3 separate regions of the Sus scrofa genome follow, and all the other regions are linked to region 3. The links are chromatin contacts, called in public Hi-C maps. All regions are on one chromosome and are shown on one strand. The core of a region is the stretch at or near the end of the contact, and the rest is flanking DNA. Distances in the headings are between cores, read along the strand shown. Region 1 overlaps AKAP13 (A-kinase anchor protein 13). Region 2 overlaps AKAP13 (A-kinase anchor protein 13). Region 3 overlaps AKAP13 (A-kinase anchor protein 13).

Evidence for each region. A called contact is a pair of places that touch in the nucleus more often than the background predicts.
Region 1: a contact with region 3 is called in a Hi-C map of liver, with 8 times the contacts expected there. The contact joins two enhancer-like sites. A contact is called at or near these places in 6 of 47 Hi-C or Micro-C datasets (embryonic fibroblasts, fibroblasts, liver and 2 more) and 2 of 2 datasets of contacts at active chromatin or transcription factors (alveolar macrophages and skeletal muscle).
Region 2: a contact with region 3 is called in a Hi-C map of liver, with 13 times the contacts expected there. The contact joins two enhancer-like sites. A contact is called at or near these places in 4 of 47 Hi-C or Micro-C datasets (epiblast stem cells, liver and skeletal muscle) and 2 of 2 datasets of contacts at active chromatin or transcription factors (alveolar macrophages and skeletal muscle).

What each region holds. Positions count from the first base shown.
Region 1 is chr7:88,200,472-88,203,996 of Sscrofa11.1, reverse strand. It overlaps AKAP13 (A-kinase anchor protein 13), which reads right to left. Exons shown (of 38, transcript XM_021099912.1): 27 at 3,484-3,525; 28 at 332-408. Among named protein-coding and RNA genes, the nearest start is that of KLHL25, 90 kb to the left of the region's middle. Within about 2 kb of position 1,821, at least 20 of the 83 cell types and tissues checked have an H3K27ac peak or open chromatin away from gene starts, as enhancers often do. A contact at or near this core is called in liver, where this site is marked.
Region 2 is chr7:87,990,590-87,994,082 of Sscrofa11.1, reverse strand. The region is part of intron 2 of AKAP13 (A-kinase anchor protein 13); the gene reads right to left. Among named protein-coding and RNA genes, the nearest start is that of AKAP13, 100 kb to the right of the region's middle. Within about 2 kb of position 1,417, at least 26 of the 83 cell types and tissues checked have an H3K27ac peak or open chromatin away from gene starts, as enhancers often do. A contact at or near this core is called in liver, where this site is marked.
Region 3 is chr7:88,073,041-88,076,154 of Sscrofa11.1, reverse strand. It overlaps AKAP13 (A-kinase anchor protein 13), which reads right to left. Exons shown (of 38, transcript XM_021099912.1): 8 at 1,163-1,304. Among named protein-coding and RNA genes, the nearest start is that of AKAP13, 190 kb to the right of the region's middle. Within about 2 kb of position 1,369, at least 6 of the 83 cell types and tissues checked have an H3K27ac peak or open chromatin away from gene starts, as enhancers often do. A contact at or near this core is called in liver, where this site is marked.

The DNA.
Region 1 (3,525 bases), core at 572-3,071, 130 kb before region 3:
TCTGGTTGGAAATGTTTTAAATTGGCACAATTTGAAAAACAATTTATGAGCAATACTCTAGTGACAGATTTCTTTTTAGATCAAATACCAAAGGCCCTCAAAAGGATTATGAGGAAAAAGAAAAATAATTGGGAGACTCGGGGGTGGGGGGAGGTGGACAGAAAACTGCAAGAGCATGTAAGAAATAACTTGGAGGACTCTGTCCTGGGCCAGTTAAGTCTGAGGGGTGGGAGAGCAGTAATACTGCATTACACTCACGACTCACCCTCCCCGTATTAACTGCAAACTGAGCACTGTTAACTACAAACAGTAGAAGAACAATTCCACTTACCAGTGACGCAAAGATGTATTTCTGGTCTTTTTCTTGAAGGAAAACTAAAATGTCAGTAAGCAGGACCGCTTGAACCTCTGCAGAGTGGAGAGGAGAGACCAGTGAGCAGAACCAGCAAGAGCCTTCAGGCTTTATTAGAGACTAACTCAGCAGCACACCCACGGGCACATGGGGTGGAGATCACTCCTCCCGGATCTGGTCTTGAGACTTTCAGAAGCATTTTAAGATGGGATTTATCACCAAAGCTTTGTTGTAGGAAGGCTTAAAAGCACTCTGTGCTGGAACGATATATCCCATGAGCAAGGTTTTTAGAACAAAATACTTTTAAAAGTTGGGAAGCAGGACTCCAACAGATGTTAATGGCAACATATGCTACAAAATGCTCAGGTCACTAACTCTTCACTTCTGATCATAGTACTGGGAAAGGCGTGGGACAGCAGACAGGGAGGCTGCCAGAAGGTGAGGTAGAAGAATATCTCGGTTCAATGAAAGGCAGACTTCCTCCATACCCCTGGGAGGACGGGATGGCTGGACAATGGCCACTGGCAGCAAAAGTCCTTGTGAGAACCTCTCTGAGCCCCAGTTCCAACACACCACAGACAACCTCAACCTCTCTGCATCTCAGTTAAAACAGAACAAAAGCCAGATGAACATCTCTAGTTGGGCCCAGGAATCAAAAGAATGTCACAAACTCTTGCTCTAATTCTTTAGGAGTATGAAGTGACACTTTCCACTACCTCCTTGAGGGCAAACTGTGCTGTTCCTGGGGGTGGGCCATCTACTGAGATCTAACAGGCCGGCCCCTCTGTACCACCCTCATTCTGGAGAGGGGAGCCTATTTTGACTCCCTGGAGAGAAAGAACGGGCTGACTTATATGCAGTTCCCTTCTGGGTGGTCAGGCCCCTCCTGGCCTTTTCTACCACTTTTGCCAAAACTGGGGTCCCCTCTCTGTGTAATTCGTTGCGAAGCTATGAAGAAAACAGAAGCAAGAATGTCTGATTCCTAGGGAGGTCTAGTTTTTCAGCCTGGACTAGAGTAATTTTCCATGTACTACCATTAGTTTTGACAATTTTTTTAAAGTTTACTTTTAAATAGTTCAGGTGTCTGCCAAAAAAAAAAAAAAAGGTTCTAAAACACAAGTTTCAACTTTATTAGATCTTGAAGTTTATATGATCAGTGTCAGTAGATCAGAGAAAAACAATCCCATCCCTTTCAAAGGTTACCCAACATAGTACTGGCTGTTCTTGGCACAAGTTCACTTGGGGTGAAAATGACTAAACACCAATTCCTATCTCCACTGGAGACATTTCAGGCCAGAAAACGTATCGTTCTACCATTGCTTTGACCACAACTTTATTCCAACAGCTGGGATCTATTACTTTTTATTTTGGGAATGAATCAATAAAATGCTGTATAAAGGAAAGAACACAGTGCTGGCTCCAGGCAGCAGCAGCTCTAGGAAACCCATCCTTACAGGAGAGAAGAGAGAGGAGGTGCTTCTCAACTGCCAGGCTGCCTCAAAGCTGGTCCTGAAGTGGCAGTGAAGGCAGGGTCCTCAGCTGTGGGTCTCAGGACAGCTGAGTACCAGGGCTGGGAGGAAGGGGCCTCAGGGATCATTCGGTTCCAGTGCACCACGCAGCAGTGACATACATGGCTGGTTGGTGGCAGGAAGGGGTATTTCTTCTCTCTGAAATGGCCCTGCCTGGATAAGCCCTTCCTAGCACCCCTGTAACAGTGACTGCCCTCTTCACTCTCGCTGTAGCTACACCGCCCCCGGCAGCTCAATTATATGCACTCTAATCCACCCTTTTCCTGCTTAAAAGCCTCGATTCTGAATCCACTCTTCGCCCACTCCTATCACCAGGATCACTGTCAGCCCAGCAGTCAGTCCAGAGTACACACCCGCTCCAACCCGGCCCCCAGCTGATGCTGCAGCCTTATTTCCTGTCCCTCCCGGTCTCACTCTGCTGCTTGTCCCAGACCCTGACCACCCGCCCTTCTCCACATGCCAGACCCTTCATCTCTGCACTTCCACTTACTCCTCCCACCTGTCTGGCTCCCTCTTCATCCTTTGAGACTGAACTCATGTTCACCTCCCACCCTCACTGGGGCTGAGCGAGGCTCTCACAAGGACCTCTCAACCCTCTCCCAGTCCCCAGTCCACACCTCTCTTCCAGTCCCATCATACTGCGGAGCAAGAACCTCTTTACACGTCTTCATTCTGATCCCAATCTCAGAATGCAGGGTGTCCTGCTTCATTCACCTCTGAGACCAGCTGATCGCCTGGGACTTCTTTATAGTTGGCCTAAGCATGGTGAAACGCTAGCTAAGGACTCTTGGGAGTTCTGACAGTAGTGACCTACAGCATCACTTAGACTTCGGAGATGAGAAAAGCACCCGTTTCACTCACCTGAGCTGTATGCCAGTGGGCTGACAGCACCGGGCTGCTTTGTGTACTCAGCTCACTAAGGCCAGGGAGAGGGCTGGGTATACCCAAGGCTACTGGTGAGGTTAGAGTTACCAGACAGCACCAGAAAATATAGGTTTGATAAAAACAATTATTAAAGCAAACCCAGATGTACAGATGAGTTAATAAACCTAATTTCCTTAACGTGAAGGAGCTGATCACTTAAAAAGTAAAAACCAAAATCAAATGGACAAAAGAGTATCTTTTGTGCTCTCTTTTGCTTAGAGAAAGATTAAGGATATGAGTAACAAGGTTTAATAATAAATCTAGTTGCTGTTGAGTTAAACTTACGTTTCTCTAAGGTCTCAGGAACTGAAAATTCCTCTGACATCTCTTTGGAATGAGTGATGTATTTTTAATCTCAGAGTCTATGAACTGTGCAACTGACGGTGTTTCCCTCCTGGCAACTGTTTTGCCACACCCAAGCCCAACGGCGTCACCCACCTCTCCTAGGCCTGCATCGCTTCCTCATTATCTTACTGTATTTTGTACAGTGTTGTGAGCCTTCTCAAACCTGTCCTTTTTGATACAAGATTAGGAACAATTAAATGACTTGCTTCTGTGTGATGTGTGGACATGGGTCCCTAGGAACAATCTGGTGGTGAATTACTAAACAAACACACTTGGATTCGGCCTGCTCCCCTCTGGCACGTGCTTTTAGCCCCAGACAAAAGTGAGCCTCACCTTTCAACCTTCCTGCCGCACTCTTCAGAAACACGCCCCCAT
Region 2 (3,493 bases), core at 168-2,667, 82 kb after region 3:
CCTTACAGTCATTTTAGTTAGCAAATCATCAGCGTCCAGTATAAACCTTTCAAGTCAGTATGAAAGCCACAGCAATCAATTGTAGAATATTCTTAACCATAAAGTACTCAATGCCCCCGGAACATCTCGGCAACTGGTAAAACATTCTTCTTCTCCCCGCCCCCCTTTTTATGGCCAGATCCTCAGCATACAGAAGTTCCCAGGCTAGGGGTCAAATTGGAACTGCAGCGGAGGCCTATGCCACAGCAACACTGGATCTGAGTCACATATGTGAGCTATATTGCAGCTTGTGGCAATACTGGATTCTTAACTCAGTGAGCAAGGCCAGGGATCGACTCGCATCTTCACGGGCACTATGTTGTGTTCTTAACCTGCTGATCCACAACAGGAACTCCAGGACATTATTCTAATAGAGAAAAGCATCAAAGAGCCACAGGGGCTGCACTGGACAAGAAAAATGCCTTACTGTTCAGGATCTTCGCCTTCCCTTCCTTTTACTGGTCCCAGGCTAAAAAAACCCGCCTATCCGCCTGAAGAAGCTCTAAGTATAAAGATAAGTGTTTCACCAAGTAATTCAAAAGGATGGCTATTACTGACTTCCCTACATCAAAAATTACAATCCACATTGTGACTCTTTTTTTCTACTTAAGAGGGATTTCAATTAGTAACTGTAAACTACTCTCCAATGTGCCTACAGTGCATACACATTGGCTATCTAATCTTTACCTGTTTACTCCTCTGAAAAAAAGTTCAATGCTATCTTTTCAAACATTCCTCTTCTTTCAGTGATCCCATAGCTACCTTCTTCTCTCTTACTTAGCCCACTTATTCCCAGACTTACACCATGACTTCTCTGTACACGTACTCTGAATCCTAAATTTAAAGCACTGCCTCCTGCAAACAGGCTGGGCTAATTATTTTTGGATTCTGCTACCTGACCAGATCTACCACAACCCCCATGAAGCTTCAATCAAATCCCTCCATCTCTCTGTAGCTCAGTTTCTTCACTCTTCCAGAAAACTGAGCTCAACTGCCCCTAAAATACAATGATTCCTATGACTCATCAAACTGTCCTCCACCCCTGACCTCTCCCACAAAGTTCACTCCCACACAGAGAGCTGCCTGTGGGACAGTTACTTGGGTGCATCATCACAACTTTTTCTCCAGAAAAGTAAAGTGATGAGAGGAGAAAGGAAGTGACTTTCTCTAGCTTATAATCTACAGGATTAATCCAGTACTTTATTCTTGACCCTACTGTCTCTTTGTACCTCACCGAGCTTCCAGCCTGGCCTGGCCAGATTTCTTCTAGAATAAGCCTGGGGTCTGAGATAAGAGGCAACCAAAGACCCCACCCTTCTCCTCCTTCCGAAGTTTAAAAATCTTGCTTCCTTTTCAGCTGTTAGTCTGGGGGAGGATTTATTTACTGTTGCTAATGTCCACTTGCTAGGTTGCTAGGTCCGCTAACGATCAGTGTGTGTGGGTGGGCCTTTTTGTTTGTTTTAGAAATAGGAACCTTTGCTTCATGTGCCTGCCTTTTTCTTTTATCATCTGATAACATTCCCCATCTCCCATCCCTTCTGGGAAGTCTATGCTTTTATCCTGAGAAGGGCTCTACAGCCAAAGGGTACATGTACTATGTGCATAAAAATATAGCAGCCACTTCGTTTGCTCTAAGTTTTTTACTGCAAAAGAAAAGCTCAGACCATAAGTCCCATAAAGGCTAGAGATAATAACTCAGGATTCAAGAGATACAGGAATTATGTCTAGCATTACCTTTTCAATCTGCTAAGAGACTAGGTTATTTATTTCACAGAATACATCTCTAGAATAAAACACTATTGGACACTCTCAGCTACACTCCCCCTGGGGCTTCGGCACATATTCCCTTACAGCATATGCACAATAAAGACATTGTTATCACATTTATTTCCTTAGCAACATTATTAATCACAAAGATGATTACTAACCAAGACCCACACACACCCCCCAGAAAGTGGAAGTTCCCGTCATGGCACAGCAGAAACAAATCCGACTACGAACCATGAGGTTGTGGGTTCGATCCCTGGCCTCGCTCAGTGGGTTTAGGATCCAGAGTTGCCGTGAGCTATGGTGTAGGTTGCAGAGGCAGCTCGGATTTGGCGTTTCTGTGGCTGTGGTGTAGGCCAGTGGCTACAGCTCCAGTTAGAACCGTAGCCTGGGAACCCCCATATGCCGCAGGTGCGGTCCTACAAGGACAGAAGAGAAAAAAGAAAAAAAAAAAAAAAAAAAGAGCGAGAAAGAAAATGAAAGGCCTACTATCAAATCGTTATCATACATTGTTCATTTAGGTTCACAAAGGGACTAATAGCAAATTTTAGAAATGCGGGGTTTTTTCCTCCCAAGAAGCAATTTCAAGCATGAAAGAATATAAAAAACTAAGCAGAATTTTTAAATTACACTGTCCTCTGATAAATGAGATCCAAATTTGCTATTTAAAAACAACAACAACAAAAGTTTCTCAATACAAGAACATCCAATTTACACCTAATATATGGACCTTTTTTTTTTTTTTTCTTTTTAGGGCTGCACCTGAAAGTTCCCAAGCTAGGGGTCAAATGGCAACTGCATCTGCAGGCCTATGCCACAGCAACACCAGATTTAAAACACATCCACAGCCTACACTGCAGACTGCAGAATGCCAGATCCTTAACTCAGTGAGCAAGGCCAGGGATTGAGCCTGCAACCTCATGGATCATGGGATTCTTAGCTCCCTGAGCCCTCCTAAAACATGGATCTTAAAGATGACTACAGAGTAATACAACTATTTTTCCTCAAATAGGTAGTCCAAAATATTTCATTTAAACTAAGAATCCAGTCTGTCTAAGGCTGCAGCTCTACATTAGGATAAATCCAATATCCCCAAGAGGCCTGACTTGACCCCAAGCCATTGGAGGATCTAAAAATTCAGAGTATACTTACAGGTAGGTGCTGTGCTGGTATTCAGATGAGACAGAAGGCAGGCCCCTCGGGAGGTCATTCAGCCTTCTGTGAAATCCTTCAATATCAGGCTTTTGCCTCTCCTCCCTGAGTCTCCACATCATCCAGGAGAGAACATACCCAGTCCCCTCTGCACTCTGAGTCCTGCCCCTGTTCTTCCTGTTTCCCACATGGATCCCCCACCTGGATTAGAGCTCCTGCACTTGTTCCCTTCAGCTAGAACATTGTGCCAAAACCGCACATGGCTGGCTCCTTCTAGTTAAGTGAGTCTCAGCTTAAAAGGCCCACCTCTCAGAGGTCTTGAGCACTTGACCTAAAATAAAATAGCCTCTACTCAGACACAATCACATCACATCCTCTTGTTTCATTTTCATAAAACTGTTCTTCCTGATGTTTTCTTGTTATGCATTATCTGCCTTCTCCCCACTATAATGCAAATACCACAAGTGCAGGGAACCTTCTGTTTCTGTTCATGGCCATATTTTTACCACCATTCAAAAAAGGGGTTTGCATGAAA
Region 3 (3,114 bases), core at 120-2,619:
CTGAAGAGGCAAAGTGATTTAGTCCAGTAACCTGATTTTTCTGCTTCCAAAAGTTTTTTTTTTTTAAACAAGCATGGAATCTAAAGCTTAAAGCACTGTTTCTCTTGACAAATTTAAGACTTCTTGTTTTACAAGTTAATAGATTTAAACAAGAAAATAATCAAGACCCTGAAGAAAAACAATTCTGAAAATTAATATTAAATATAGAATTACTCTATGATCCAGCAAACCCCCTACAAAGCACATGAAAACCCAAAGAATATGAAAACACATGTCCATCACCAACACCTAAATGTTCACAGCAATTATTATTCACAATAGCCAAAAAGTAGAAATAAGCCAAATGTACTAGTGTGGTATATCCCTACAACAGAATATTACTTGGCAATGAAAAGAAATGAAATACTGATCAATGTTACAACATGGAATGAACCTTGAAACATAATACTAAGTGAAAGAAATCAGTCACAAAGACTACATATTTTAGAATTCCGATTACATGGTTCCAAAATGGGCAAATCCATAAAGAGATTAGTAACTATTAGCTGAGGGGGTGTGGGGGTGGACTGCTAATGAATATGTGGTTTTTTATGGTGTGGTGATAATGTTATAAAATTAGTAGTGACAGCTGTACCACTGTGTAAATATATTAAAAACTACTAAACTACTTTACTTGAACAAGCAGATTTTATGGTTATGTGAATTACTTCTCAATAAAACTGTCAGGAAAACCTACTGAACCTTTTTTTCATCTCTAAAAATGGCATACTTCATATTTTTAGTCAGTACTGATCTTTACATTTAAATCTCATTTTTGCTCTCAGTTTCTATACAAAGAAAGGACAGTCAGGTTTAAGACCTCTTTTTGTGGCAATTCCCATTTTCTGACATGTTAAACCTCATGACGAATTGGAAAGTCTCATGCTCACAGGGAAAACCTTTTCATTACAATCTCCAAGGGATCGATGCACGAGGTTCTGTTCCAAATCTACGCTGTGTAAAACCTTCACTAAACATGTCCACATTTGTATGTGAGGGAACACGAGAGAAAGGGGAAAAAAATCTATTGTGAATTTTAAAATCCCCTAAACAAGGCCTTATATCAGACATAGCAGAGCAGGCTAAATATATTTTGTGCTCCTACAGAATTGATGCCACTTACCACCTGTGTCTTCAGGCCTTGTTTCACCTCAGGTGTCATAGCTCTGTTGCTGATAGCCACCTCTGCAGAAATTGAACTTTCCCCAGGGTTATTCAGAAAATCCACTTCATCTTCAGCTTTTGTGTCTGGCATTTCTGAAGAGAACAAGGCAGTTCCAGAGTGCATTTGAAAAATTGATTCCTGGATCTTATTATTTACACAACATGTCCCAGATTTCATATGTTTGCTCTTGCTTTTGTGTTAAACAGAAGTATTGCTTTGGAGCCAGTGACCAGTGCTAAGCTAGTCCTTAATCGCATGGTTGTATGGTTTTTCCTTAGCCTCTATGTGGGTTTGTAGCTAAGCGAAGATGCAGTTCAACGTCCACTGAACTTCCATTTTCACTACTGACTCTTTTTTTAGGGCTGCACCTGTGGCATATTGAGGTTCCCAGGCTAGGGGTGGAATCAGAGCTGCAGCCGCCAGCCTACGCCACAGCCACAGCAACGTGGGATCCGAGCCACGTCTGTGAACTACACCACAGCTCTCGGCAATGCTGGATCCCAAATCCACTGAGCGAGGCCAGGGATTGAACCCGTGACCTCATGGTTACTAGTTGGATTCATTTCTATTGCGCCACAATGGGAACTCCCATTATTGACTTTTAATGACAATTCAAATGAGTGTGGTGCTGACCAGCATGTGGAAAAGTACACTCACAAGCTTGAAGGGAAGAGACTGACAGCTTAAGCTAGTAGTCCATCTGGATCATCATCAAAGAGGCAAGAGACATTTGCAGGTATTTGTACAGAACAAAAACAGCTGCTGAGAATGAGACAAAGCCTTTGGAAAGAGTCTCACTTTCTTTAAAACATTTTATACATACTGATCTTTCCATCACTGAAACTGATGAGACTGAACTACTCTAGTAAATTATGTTTTGTTTTCACTTTTATTTTTTCCCAAACCAAAACAATAAAAAACAAGCAATTCCTTTTCTCAAGGAAAAGTCTTTTCATGTTGTCTTTAGAATTAAGCTCAACAGACCAAAATTTAATAACTACCATATGGTCAAGCATATACAGGAAGGAAGTGATAAAATGATGTCTGAGGCAAAAATCATGCTTTGATACTTCTTTAAAGGGAAATGATGGCTGAACAGTCAAAATTCACCTTGATAATCCAAATACAAATGGAATCATGATCTCAATTTCATTTGAAAATACTTTTCTGTGATTGTTAGTAATCTAGTCATGTCACTACTCTAGCAGAGTTCCCTATACCAAAAGTTAGAGGTGGTTCTTTACCAAAGGATAAATTATATTAAGATATATGATTAATTATATTAATATATATGACCACTGTTTTTTAACTGCATACTGTGACCTGTAATAAAGGCCTACTTTAGACTTAGGAAAGTTACATTCCTATAACTGAACATTTACAAGTCTCCTTTCTTTGTCCTTATTCATAATTATATAACCTCACTAGCATTTAAAAAAATGGGCACTCTTCCTTATTAAAAGAACCAAAATCTCTCCTACACTTCATAAAATGTGATTAAAGTTTAAAAAAAATATGACTAAGCAATCCCCTTAGAAGTACTCCTTGACTGAAATATTTCTAAGTGAGTAAAATAGGTTTCTTATAGTTTTTTTTTTGTTTTGTTTTTTAGAGAGGGTTGATGATTTTTATTTTATTTGAGGATGTGATTTTTGGTACATCCTTACTATCCTATACCCATCAACTGAAAATGTGTGTCTTGGCAAGTGGCAACCACTCACAATGGTAAACAGAGATTACTGAGACTTGTGGGGTGTGTTGGCCCAACTCAGTCATGCACATCCAACTTTCCAAAGCACTGTGGTCAACACTCTCGATGGATGAAGGGCCACATCCCCTCATTCTAACTCAAAGTTTTGTGTTTTCCTCAATTTCTATTTGGCTTTGCCAACAGCAGTATATAAAAACAG